Linked DNA regions of Mus musculus: region 1 is linked to region 2. The links are chromatin contacts, called in public ChIA-PET maps. All regions are on one chromosome and are shown on one strand. The core of a region is the stretch at or near the end of the contact, and the rest is flanking DNA. Distances in the headings are between cores, read along the strand shown.

Region 1 (6,444 bases), core at 2,829-5,328, 280 kb after region 2:
CTCTTTCTGCACACTACATTCATAGGTCCAGCTTCCTCAGGAAAGAAGAGACTCAGCACTAAAGGGTGAAGATTTCAGTTGAACCCTGGTTTGTTATTGCAATATAATGATTTTATTCCATCCTTCTGTAGGAAGGCTATGGGGCTGATCAGGATTTCTTGTTTTACGACTACTGCACCAAAATACTCTGGCAAAAGAAACTTAAGGGAGAACCATATTTAGCTCATAGTTCCAAGTTAAGAACCCGTCATGGCAGGGAGGTCACATTAGGTCTGTAGTCAGAAGAAGAAATCAGTGCATATATACATATTAGTGCTCAGGTTGTTTTCTATATTCTATAATCACCCAGGATTATAGAACTGCCTGTGGAATGGTGCCACTCACAGTGGGCATGTCTTTCCACCTCAATTAATTAAGATAATTCCCCTTAGACATGGTCAGAGTCCCATGTTTCTCTAGTGGACAGTTTACCCTAACTAACACAGCTATCTACCTTGGGACTGGTTGGAGCTCTTGGTGCTACTGCAATGTTGTAAATGACTGTGAGAGAAAAGAGTGAAAACTTTTTCCAGGAGAAAGGGCCTGGATGGTATCAACTGCTGTCACACAGTAAGGGCTTTGGTGGCACTCAAAGTAAGGGTTGGATTTTTGCCAGTTCGAACATCTTATCAGATCCTCTGTCAGTGAAGGAAGACCCAAGTACCTCTGTCTGCAGAATTTTCTCTGTGTCCTAGTTAGCTCCACCATGCATGTTCTGCTCTCTCTGTTCCACATGGACTGGACCTTCCTCATGAGCCTTGTCTTCCCTGTAACCCTTACTTGGGGGCTCTCCCTGTCATCCTGTTGTCAGTGCTCACCCCACAGAAGGATTTCAGTGTGTGTTCCACCTCACAGCCAAGGAAGGTGGTTTAACTGTCAGGGGACCAGTGCATGAGAGACCTGGGCTTTCAGTTGGATTTGTCTGGCTGTTTTGTCCTTTGTCCTCACAGTTAATCAGTGGTTTCCAGTCTTTCCTGTCATGTATCTCAACCTGAAAAAGGCTTGAGTGTTTATTTCCTTATAAATTAGATTATGCATGTTAGGTTGAAATGTTTTGCAATTTTCTGTTATTCTTGGGATCTAATCCTGGTCTTTATACGTGAGAGACAAACTGTCCATGCACGCTCAACCTCCATTAGTAGGTCAGAATACTAGTATTCAGCTTGAGAATTCCTAGTCAAAAATCTAAAATTCTCCAGAACCTAAGTGTTTTTGATGATATCACTGACATAATGATATCATGTTTTATAAAATTTTGTTTCATGAACAAAATTATTTTTTTTAAAAAATTATAAAAGTGCTTCAGACTATAACTTATATATAAAATGTAATGAATTTTGTTTTTAGATTTGGGCATGCCCTCAAGATATATCATAATGTATATGTAAGTATCCCAAAATAAAAAAGAAATCACAACTGAAAAAAATCTCTGGCCCTAAACACTTATAATTTGCCATATTTTATGTCCATCATGAAGGTGAAAAGGGAGAAAGATTTAAGGATAAGGTTTAAAATAAGTGTCAACAGAGGCCTACCCCTTGTTGCTTCTCCCTGATAATTGAGCTGCCACTAGCTGTATATATATACCCTTTGCAGGTCCTTGGATGGATGTGCAGGTAATAGTTTCCACTAGTCACACATTACTAGAGCCTACTCTTACATGTGTATGACCAAGGAGGCTGGACAATCAGAATTCCAGTGCTAAGACTCTGGACAAAATAGACCTTACATTTGAGTACAGTAGGACTCTTCGAACTTAAACTCTAACTCCCTTTCCTGTGCTTTAGTTTCTTATGTTTTTTTTTTTTCTTGCTTTGGTCTACATGTCTTGGTGGAGTTCATGTGATTGATGGCTGTAGGTTTGACAGGAGGGCTCCCCATTAGCTCTATGTTCAGCAGTACTCAAGCACCCCTTGTCTGTCTTGTGAGGATCAAGGCAGGACCACTCTCGTCCCATAGACAGTGAATGGATGTCTGGGAAGCATTGAGAGTGTAGGCTGAGTAGACTTGCTATCTGATTCTGGTCCCCTTGTAGCACAAAGAGGGTTCCTTCCATTTGTTCATTTTAATCCTCACAAGGGTTAGGAATTTCGCAAGAATGCCTGTGGCTGGCCAATTGAGCACTGTTTTAATCATCTTGTGCAGGAAAAGTTACTGAAGCCTGTTTGGCTCAAGTGCTGATCTTAGCAGTGTGTTTTCTGTAGGTGTGAGTGAAAGATGAGAGTGGCTGAAGGGTACATCAGCACCAGACAGCAGGGTTCTTCCACTTCCCAATGGGACACTGAAGGGAATGAGAGAGATAAGTAAGAGAAAGGAATGGTGACAGAGAGGGAATTAAAGTCTTGTTTGTCCCTAAGTGGGGCCAGTTACGTGGTCTATGTGGCCCAGTTGCCTTGTATGTCTACATCAGTTAAACAATATTGCCTGTGCTGTCCTCAGAATCAGAGACAGATTAAGGTACAGTTTGTCATAGCTGAATATCTTTCCTGAAAGTTCTACTGAAAACCTGCTCAACTTAATATGCTGGTGGTGTTTGGAGGTGAGGTCTCAGGGATGTAATCAGAATTAAATCCGGTCATAAAATAGAGCTTCCATATGATGTTTGTGGCATTATAAGAATAAGAAGATTGTCTTGGAACATTATGCCTCCTAGTATACTATGAAGGAACAAGGAGGTTCTTACTAGATGTGGGTTCTATGATGTTGGACTTTCCAGTTTCCTACCATGTCCCATGTTTTGCTATAGTAATTGAAAGGGACATAGCTTTTGTTCAGTGTAAAATTAGTACAGTTGTGAGTAGTTAGTTGTGAGTAGTTTGTTCTAAGGTCCTAGTGGGAAACAAGCAGAGGAAGATGAGGAGTTTATATGACTTGAGTGGGGGAGGGTTTGAGTCAATGAAAGGCAGATTGGAGCAACTCTTATAAAGAAGAACATTTAATTGGGACTGGCTTACAGTGTCAGGAGTTTAGTCCATTGTCATCATAGCAGGATGGATGGTAGCCTGCAGGCAGACATGAGCTAGATGATCAGAGAGTTCTACATCTTGATATGAAGGCAGCCAGGAAGAGATTGGGAGACTGTGTTCCACATTGGATAGATCTTGAGCACAGCAGACCTCACAGCGCCCCCTCACAGATGACTCATTTATTCCAACAATGCTACACAAACCCTAACAAGGCCACATCGCCTAGAAGTGCCACTCCCTATGGGCCAAGCATTCAAACACATGTGTCTGTTGGGGCCAAACCTATTCAAACCACCACACCCAGTGTGGGGAGGAATAAGGAAAGTTTGAGTGTCCTAAAAGTGAGTCCTGAGCTGAAGTGAAGGGAGTTGCCGCCAACTGGAACCTTGCTGTCATCTGGAGTTAATCAGCTTTGCCAGTTGCTAATACCCTGAACCTAATAAACAGATGCTATATTTATTAGCTGGAATAAAAAAAAAAAGGAAGCCCAGTTGCACTGACAGTCATTTCATTAAATTTACACAGCCAGGCTGTGAATGCTTTTAATCCAAGCACTTGAGAGGCAGAGGAAGGTGAATCCCTGAGTTTGAGCCCAGCTTAGTCTACAGAGTAAATTCCAAGACTACAGCCAATGCTACACAGCGAAACCCTCTTTTGAAAAAAGACAAAACAACAACAAAAATATTATATACACATGTATTTTAGATTTTGGAAAATTAAATCAGGACTCTAAGCAGGTAATGTTGCAAACTTTGTGAGTGTGTGGAGGTGGAAAGCAATTGTGTTCTTAAAATCACAGTCTCCATAAGAGGAAGCTAGCTTTCATTGATCAGACGACAGTGCTGCTCCTGTTAGCTAGCTTTTTTAGCTTCCTCTTAAAATTTTTCTCAAAAAATAAAGGGAAAACTAGTGTACCACCAAGGAAAAACACACATATGCGAACACACACACACACACACACACACACACACACACGTTGCCAATTTCAACTACTTGTCTTTATACTTGTTCTATTGAGGTGAGGTTGACACATTGCCTACTGTGCATAGTGAAAGTGTGCAGGTGCAGGAAAGAGCCCTGGCAAAAGTGAGAAACCCCACAACAGTCAGGCAACTGTCATACTAAAGCTGGGAGGCGCTTTCTGCACTTCTTCCTGTGTTCCCAAACTATTGATCTTTAAGTCACTTAAGACTGGGGTTTTCGAGAAAGTTGTATAAATGCACATTGTAAATTTTGGACCTGGCTTTTTTTCACTCAGTATGTATGTTTAGAAGTTGGGCTACATTGTGTGGATGAATAGTTTCTTCCTTTTTTTTTATAGCTAATAGTATTCAATATAATATAGCTATATATACTGTATTGACTTATTCAGCAGTTGATAGACATTTGAGGTAATAACAGTATGGGGTTAACAAAAAAGAAAAGAAGATGTGGACTAACTTGATCAGTTGGGAAATTTTCTAAAAGGGCTAAGCCATTTTGCAACCTACCAGCAGGGCACAAGTTTTCCATTTTCTCCTCACTCTCAGAGGCACTTGGCATTGAGGAACGGTCACCCAGTGCGCATGCTTGAATTGTGGTGTCATAAATAATGTATGATTTGCCACACTGTCACTTTAAATGTACACTTTAATGATAAACACTTCTTTCAGGTATTGTATAGTGTTAGCACATTTTGCCCCTAAAAATCTATCATATTTCAAACAGAAACTCATAAAAATACCAGGCAGGAGCTGTCATTTTCTCCATCTTCTAGCCCCTGGTCATCTACCTGCTTCTGTCTACACATTTGCCCTGTGTGATTCTGTGTTCAGCCTTTAACAACTTCCTGTTTATTCTCACTTGTGATGCCCAGAAGCTCCAATAGCTCCGCTTCCTTGCCAACACTGCCTTTACTCTTTTGGGAGATGTTTTCATAGATCAGAAATTTTACCAGTGATTTTTGTTTTCACAATGCTAGGTGCAACCAGTTGCCTTTTGCCTTTTTGCTCATTCTAGTTCTTTACCCTTGTTTTGTTTTTGCACTAGGTTTTATTATGCAGTTTGCAGTAGCCTGAAACTTACTGTTACCAGACTGATCTTGAGCTCACAACAATTCCCCTGCCTCATGAGTGCTCAGAGGTATAAGCCACACAGTTGGCTCATGTCCTTTTTGTTTTCGATTGTTACTTTTCTACTCTTCTATTAAATTCTTGTTGGACATATGATTACAATGTTCTGTGGGCTACCAGAAGATATTATTGTAAACAATTCTTTTCATTCTAATGACAACATCCCTTCATGTCCCCATGTTCCTACTATTTATAAAGTTCTTTTTACCCATTTGTCGCTTGTACATTTGCTCATATATTTTAAAGACCATCATTTTATACTTCAGGAATATTTGCCACATATTCAGCTAATAATTTAATGGTTTTAACTCATATTTATATCACTGACTGACACTGTATTATCTTTTATGTGTAGTGTCATATAGGCCTCCAAATACATTCATTTTTGTTTGTTTTCATGTGTAGTGTATGTGTATGTTCATGCTGGTGTGTGTGTCTGTGTGCACTAGAGGTAGACATGAGTGTCTTCCTAAATCACTATCTTATTATTTGAAACATCTCTCATTGAATCTAGGTCTCGCTAATGTGGCTAGACTGGCTGTCGAATTGGCAATGAATTCTGGGAGTCCACTTATTAGTGTTACTCCCAGCCCTTGTCTGACAGACATCAGATCTTTCCATGGGTGCCAGGAATCTGAAGTCCAATCTTCATGATTTTGTGGCAGGCAGTAACCAACTGAGCCATCTCCTTAGTTCTTTGCTTTCTTTTGTTTGAGACAGGGTCTCACTGTATAGCACTGGCTGACCCAGAACCCAATACATACCAGGATGGCCTTGAATTTATAGTGATCTGTGCCTCTGCCTCCTGAGTGCTGGGCAAATATTCCTGTATAAGTAGAAACTCAGTTGATCTGGCAATATTTGTTGAATACTTATTTTTCCCATTCACAGACATTATACCAATCTCAAATATCATTTGACTATGTATGTAAGGAGGTACTGATAATTGTTTTGGCTGTTCTGGCCTTAGGCAATAACACGCTGCTTTAATTACTGTAGTTCTTTGGATTAAATTTTGAAATCGACTTCTGTCTTCTTTCTGAGAATCATTTTGGCTGTTTCTGATCCCTGTAATTCTACATAAATATGAGAACTGGCTTTTCCATTTCTGGAAAAACAAAATAAATAAAAAAGCTCGCTGCCATCATGACAGGCTGCAGCACTGCGTTTGGAGATCTAGTTTAGTAATGCCTGAGTGACTTTTCTTGTTGTGATACAATACTCTGACAACTTGAGAGTGGGGATTTATTTTGGCTCACAATCCAAAGTACAGCCCATCATGACAAGGAAGGTCCTGGCAGCAGGAGCTTGAGGTAGCAGGTCACAGT
Region 2 (6,902 bases), core at 3,178-5,677:
CTCCTTCTACAACTCCAATTTGTGGACTTACAGATTGCTTAACCCAACATCATCACCCACCACAGCATTGCTTTTGACCATGGAACTCACTCCGTAACTAGAGAAGGTGAACAATAAGCCCTCATTTCACTGATCTTCTCACAGTCCCCACTACTCTGAAGCAACTGGTCTGATGACACAGCAGAACAACCTTTGGAATACAGAGTTACAGTACCAATTAGGTGTCAGTAGACTAGAGGGCTAAGGTGGGGATCTCCAGAAAGTGGTATGTGCTTTACAGCAGCGTCCATTATATTGTATGGTTTATTGCATGGCCAGAATTCATGAATCCAGTAATGAAGACATGGAAATAGGAATGGCTCCACTCACTACCACCCTGACTGACCCATTTTGGAAATATTTTGTTTCTTATTTCTGCAACTTTAATTTTTGCTGGCCTAAAAGTTTTGGCTGCAGATACAGAAGCACTCCTCCCAAGAGAAACAAAATAACATTCTATTGAACTATAAGCTCAGACCTCTTCTTTATTACTTTGAGGTTCTGATGCCTGTAAACCAACGGGTGATTGGTCCAGACTATTTGGGGAAACTGGACTGCTTTTCCACAGTGAAGGTTAAGAAGACTGTATATGGACTACAAGAGATTTTTTAGGACATCTGTTGGTATGGTGGTTTGAATAAAAATAGCCCTCTTAAATTCACATATTTGAATGTTTTGTTTCCTAGTTGGTGATATATTTTGGTAAGGTCCTTTTCCCTCACCCAATACCAGATCAGGTTTTGATCTCCCACTCACTGACCCCCACCCCCCACCCCCCCACCCCCACCCCCTGTCTACATTCCCTCTCTCCCTCCCTTGTGATTGCTTTCTTCTCTCTCCCAAGTCGGACTGAGGTATCCTTACTTGGGCACTTCAGCTTGTTGAGCCTTTTGAATTCTGTGGACTGGTTGCCCCACAACAGAAGAATGGATACAGAAAATGTGGTTCATTTACACAATGGAATACTACTCAGTTATTAAGAACAAGGACATCCAGACTTTTGCAGGCAAATGGATGGAACTAGAAAATATCATCCTGAGTGAGATAACACAGACCAAAAAGGACATGCATGGTATGTACTCACTAATAAGTGCATATTGGCCAAAAAGAAAAAAAAAGAATGTTTATGTCTTATTTTGTTAAGAATGTGTTTGTGGTGTGTGTGTGTATACATATATATAATATATAAATAAAATATACATTTAAATATATAAAGTGATATTTGTGCTTTCTATTTTTTGTAATTTACTATGACATCAATTGAAATATTATATTTATTATATTTTATGATTAATGATTTTCATAATTAAGTCATGAGTCAGTAAATGACCAAGCATTCCTTAAGAAACATCAGCACCTATTTTAAAATACATAACATGATTTTCGTTGTACATGGATTAGATATACTGTGTTATGTGGAATTATGGCCTAGTTATTGTTTTCACTTGGAAATTGAGCATAACATAGGAGACATGACTGTATATCAGGTTGATAAGGAATAGACTTGTGATGGCTAATCTTGGTTGTCAACTTGGCTATATCTGGAATCAATTAAACCCAAGCAGTTGAACATGTCTATGGGACAGGTTCTTGGATTGGATCATTTTGGGTAGGAAGACTCACTGTAAACCTGGGCTATACAGGCTGGTGGCAGTCCACATAAAAGGAAATGAAAGAAGGGAGTTTTTGCCTGCTTGCTCTCACTCTTACTGGAAAGTTCATATATCCTACTGCTGAGGCACTCCTTCACTGGTGTTAGAACCTCCTTCTTCAGGATTCCAGTGTAGACCAAAGATCAGGTGAGATATCCACCATAATGGACTGAATAACTGCAGAATTCTTAGCCTTTCCTTTGTGTCCAGAATGAACCATTGTTGGACTGGCTAGAACACAGTCTGTAAACATTCTAATCAATTTCCGCAGAAGGGGTTTGGGAAGTAAGTGTGTATGTGTGACTGTGTGTGTGTGTGTGTGTGTGTGTGTGTGTGTATTCTATTACTTCTGGTTCTCTAAAGATCCCGAACTAATACACTAAACTGCAGTTTTAAAAAATTGAAACTGCATAAATTCATGAATTTAAGTTCTTTATATCATAGATGTTTGTTTTTCCCAAGTTAATCTGTAATATTCATTACAATTCCTATTGAAATTACATTAATTTTCCTCTTTTAATGTATATTTTGAGAAGCTGACTATAGAAATTCACAGAAATGATTGCAAAAGCTATAGATATCTTTGGCATTCCCAAAGTCATAGAACCTAGAAAACGACAAAGCTATAGTTACAGCAGAGTAGCACTGCACAGGGCCAGACATGTGATAAATGGAAAGAACATGTTGCCTAGAAACAGACACATATTCAGAGCTCGATTTCCTGCAGACTTGTCTGTCAGTGAAAATAAATGTGATATAAATAGTGCCTTTGATAAAAAATTAATTGAACCCTGTTTCACAGCATGCATGCACACACACAAGAAAATTAAAGGTCGTGGGTAGGTGGATTAAAGACCAAGTAAATCTAAACATAAGTGTATGAACAAGAAAAAAATCATTTTTTAATGCTAGATGTCACATAGAAGACAGGGATTGATGTGTTGCCCAGTACTCAATATTGAGAAAGAAGAGAGGAAAGGGGAGGAGAGAAAGGGCGAAGGAAGGAGAATTAGGAGGAAAAGAATAGGGAGAGCAAGAGAGGGGAAGGGATAAGAGATAGAGTGATATGGGGAGTCAGAGGAGAAGGGAGGACAAGAGAAGACAGCAGTTCTTTATTTGAAAGAAAGAAGATGCCAGAGCAGACCAAACATCCACCCCAAAAGTTGAACATATGAATATATTATAATAATTAATTAAAGGACTGTCACCCAAGAGGGGTAAACAAATTAATTATTCTGTTTGACAGCATAAGGGCAAAACTCAGGAATTAGCTGAGTAAAAAAAAAAAAAAAAATGAAGATATTATTGAGTTTATATTGGTTGGACATGCCAAGCTAGGCAATCTGGGTGGTGAATCATCAATTGAAGGTATAATTATATGCATGATAATCATAACAAAGCAAGGATTTGGTCTGGACAGGAAGCTCAGCAGTTAACAGCACTTGTTGCCTTTGCAGAGGAACAGGGTTTGGTTCTATCATAGTCAATGGTCGATTGCTGTGAAGAGACGCCATAAGCAAAACATTATAATGGGAAACATTTATTAGGGATTGCTTACATTTTTGGAGGATTATTCCATTATCTCCCTGGTAGGAAGCATGATGGCACACAGGCAGACATGGTGTGGAGAAGGAGCAGAGAGAATCTGGATCCACAGGCAACAGAAAGAGACAGTGACCCACTTAGGTTCTAAAGAACCTCAAAGCCCACCCCAAGTAACACACTTTCTCCCACAAGGCCATACCTTCTAATCTTTTCAACAGTCCCACCCCCATGACTAAGCATTCAAACCTGTGAGTCTATGGGGTCATTCTCATTTAAATCCCAAGGGGTTCCCAGCATCAGACATGGATGCCCACAGCTGTAAGTGTAACTCCAATTACAGGGTATCAGATACTCTTACATGTTTTTAAAAAAAAATAAAGAAAAGCAATGATGGAACAGAGAGAGGGTGAGTAATGGACAATAGCTTTCCACATTCAATAGCACACAGGATACTTGCAGTCAGCCACAGTCAAAGGAATGTTTCAGAACAGCTCATTGGAAGCACTTCAGTGTTACCACGTGGGGAAGTGGCAGGTATTCGAGGTGACAGAAATGCCAGTTATGGTGACCTGACTGTTCCACGATACACTTGTGTACACCACCACCACAGTGCATGTGTGATTACTGTATATCAAGTAAAAATCAAAATGAAAGTCAAAAGTAAAGAAACATACTAAAGCCTGCCGTATTCCCTATTATACTAGGGGGAGTAACCAGGATGAGGGGAGATTTTATGTTTTATATATTTTTATCTTAAATGAACTTGTGCACATATTTCAATATATATCAAGGATTTGCCCAAAACATCGATAAAATCTTCACCTCCCAAAACTGGTTTAGAAATGTCTCCTCGTAAATAAACAGGGAACCAAATAAACCATTGGAGGCTGACAAAATTTTTCACTGTTTAGAGGGAAATACTCATAATTTTTACAAAGAGATTCTGTAGAAAAAGCTATGTTCAGTTGGTGGTTGTAAACCAGAAGTATGACTCCAGCCCTGATGAGTTGCAACAAATGAGATAAGTGTGAAGACAAAGGGCCCAGCTGGCCGTAATCTCTGAGCAAGTATCTGAGGTTCTACTTGGAAAGTGAAATCAAAGTGGAGTTAATAGAACTTTTTCTATTGTTAGGCAATAGGCAACCCTAGACAGGATGTGATTTGACAGTTATACGGTTTGGGAGATGACTGTACAGCTAATTCTCTCTGAGAAACCCTTGTTCAGTTCACTAACAATAACACAGCAGAGACCTGAGGTGACATTAAGGAAATAAAAGTCAATGACTTCCTCCAAGCTAGAAAGACTGTGTTCCTCACAGAGTGTCCTGGTAGCAAGTGAGTCACACTGAAGAGTGTGAGCACACGGAGCCAGCGATGTTCACTTAACGTATTCTGGAGTTGAAAATGTGCCTAGTTGGTTATTCAGAAATTCCCTTGGGAGGAAAGTCATCAGGAGACCACACTCAGGTAAAACATTGCCTTTCTGTGTGCTAAGGAACAAAGAATGGATTGCAAGAATGCTCCAAACAAGATTATGAATGACAACAACATGCTCAGGATTCAAGAAAGATGTTGTCTTCATTAGGATTTCTATTGCTATGAAGAGGCACCATGACCACAAAAATTCTTATGATGAAAAACATTTCATTGGGGCTGGCTTTCAGTCTAAAGGTTATGTCCACCATTGTCATGGCAGGAAGCATGGTGGCATGCAGGCAGACATGGTGCTGGCCAGTTAACTGAGAATTCTACACCTGGATCCACAGGCAGCAGGAAAAGTCTGAACTTTTGAAACCTCAAAGCTTATGCCCAGTGACACACTTCTTCCATCAATGTCACAACGTACTGCAACAAGGCCAATTGTCCCAATCCTTTCAAGTAATGCCATTTACTATGAGCCAGTCGGGACCATTTTCATTCAAACAAGCACAGGTGTGTCTATTCCTAAGGGAGGCAAAGTTCTGTATGAACTCACCCTGGAAAGTTTTTGTTTTATTATGTTGCTAATATTTCAAGTTATCATTTAATAAATGTTAATTTTATCATTCTTAACCTCCTTATGCATTTATAACCTACAGGAAATTTTTTTAAAATTCTCTCACAAATTTTGTTTTGTTTTTTCAAGACAATGTAGACCAAGCTGTCCTTGAACTCATGGGTGATCCTCTTGCCTTTGTTTTCTGAATGCTGAGATTTCTGGTATGGATTAGCACCCCAAATCTAATCATACACACACACACACACACACACACACACACACACTCACACACACACACATCGCCGCTGCCATCATCGTTGTCTTCATGTCATCGTCGTCATCATCATCATTACTCTAAAATTAATCTCCATGCTTCTTACAATCCCTGTGCATCCTCTTGGCTTGCAGGAATTTAGTTATGGTTCTAAGCTACAGTCAAGTGAAATGTGCTCAGCTGTGTTCAGAGTAGCATGGCTTCTGCATTTTTGTGGGTTGGAGAACTGAACCACTGCCTCTAGAAGCCCTGTGTTAAAGGCTTGATCTCAAGACTTTGGGACTATTGGTAGGTAGTAGGAGGTGGGGCTTATAGATGGAGTACATTAGGACACTTGGTCTAAGGGCATGCCCCTGAAGCTGCCTGTAGGACTATGGTCTTTCTTCTCACTTTGCTTTCTAGCTACCATGTAGTTAGTACTTTCCTGACCATATGACACCACAATGATGCACTGACTCCTCACAGCCCCAAAAGAAATAGAGTAAGAAATAGAGTCAAAATAAGCATTTTCACTTTTTTCTTTTTCTTTTATTAGGTTTTTTTCATTTATATTTCCAATGCTATCCCAAAAGTCCGGCATATCCTCCCCCCACCCACTCCCCTACCCACACACTCCCACTTCTTGGCCCTGGCATTCCCTTGTACTGAGGCATATAAAGTTTGCATGACCAATGGGCCTCTCTTTCCACTGACTAGGCCATCTTCTGATACATACACAGCTAGAGACACGAGCTCCGGGGGGTAATGGTTAGTTCATATTGTTGTTCCACCTATAGGGTTGCAGATACCCCCAGCTCCTTGGTTACTTTCTCTAGCTCCTATATTGGGGGCCCTGTGATCCATCCAATAGCTGACTGTAAGCATCCACTTCTGTGTTTGCTAGGCCCCAGCATAGTCTCACAAGAGACAGCTATATCAGGGTCCTTTCAGCAAACTCTTGCTAGTGTATGCAATGGTGTCAGCGTTTGGAGGCTGATTATGGGATGGATCCCCCTATATGAGAGTCTCTAGATGGCCCATCCTTTTGTCTCAGCTCCAAACTTTGTCTCTGTCACTCCTTCCATGGTTGTTTTGTTCCCAATTCTAAGAAGGGGCAAATTGTCCACACTTTGGTCTTCATTCTTCTTGAGTTTCATGTGTTTTGCAAATTGTCTCTTATATCTTGGGTATTCTAAGTTTCTGGGCTAATATCCACTTATCAGTGAGGAACACTCCTCCATTGTTGGTGGGATTGCAAGCTTGTACAACCACTCTGGAAATCAGTCTGGTGGTTCCTCAGAACATTGGACATAGTACTACCGGAGCATCCCACAATACCTCTCCTGGGCATATATCCAGAAGATGTTCCAACTGGTAAGAAGGACACATGCTCCACTATGTTCATAGCAGCCTTATTTATAATAGCCAGAAGCTG

The links. ChIA-PET counts read pairs in DNA pulled down with a chosen protein or histone mark.
Region 1: a contact with region 2 is called in an RNA polymerase II ChIA-PET map of memory CD8 T cells, with 8 read pairs. The contact joins two enhancer-like sites. A contact is called at or near these places in 2 of 115 datasets of contacts at active chromatin or transcription factors (effector CD8 T cells and memory CD8 T cells).

Annotation. Positions count from the first base shown.
Region 1 is chr7:58,755,398-58,761,841 of GRCm38.p6, forward strand. The region is part of intron 2 of Atp10a (ATPase, class V, type 10A); the gene reads left to right. Among named protein-coding and RNA genes, the nearest start is that of Gm39019, 28 kb to the left of the region's middle. Within about 2 kb of position 4,079, at least 17 of the 459 cell types and tissues checked have an H3K27ac peak or open chromatin away from gene starts, as enhancers often do. A contact at or near this core is called in effector CD8 T cells and memory CD8 T cells, where this site is marked.
Region 2 is chr7:58,470,979-58,477,880 of GRCm38.p6, forward strand. No RefSeq gene overlaps it. Among named protein-coding and RNA genes, the nearest start is that of n-TEttc7, 75 kb to the left of the region's middle. Within about 2 kb of position 4,428, at least 24 of the 459 cell types and tissues checked have an H3K27ac peak or open chromatin away from gene starts, as enhancers often do. A contact at or near this core is called in effector CD8 T cells and memory CD8 T cells, where this site is marked.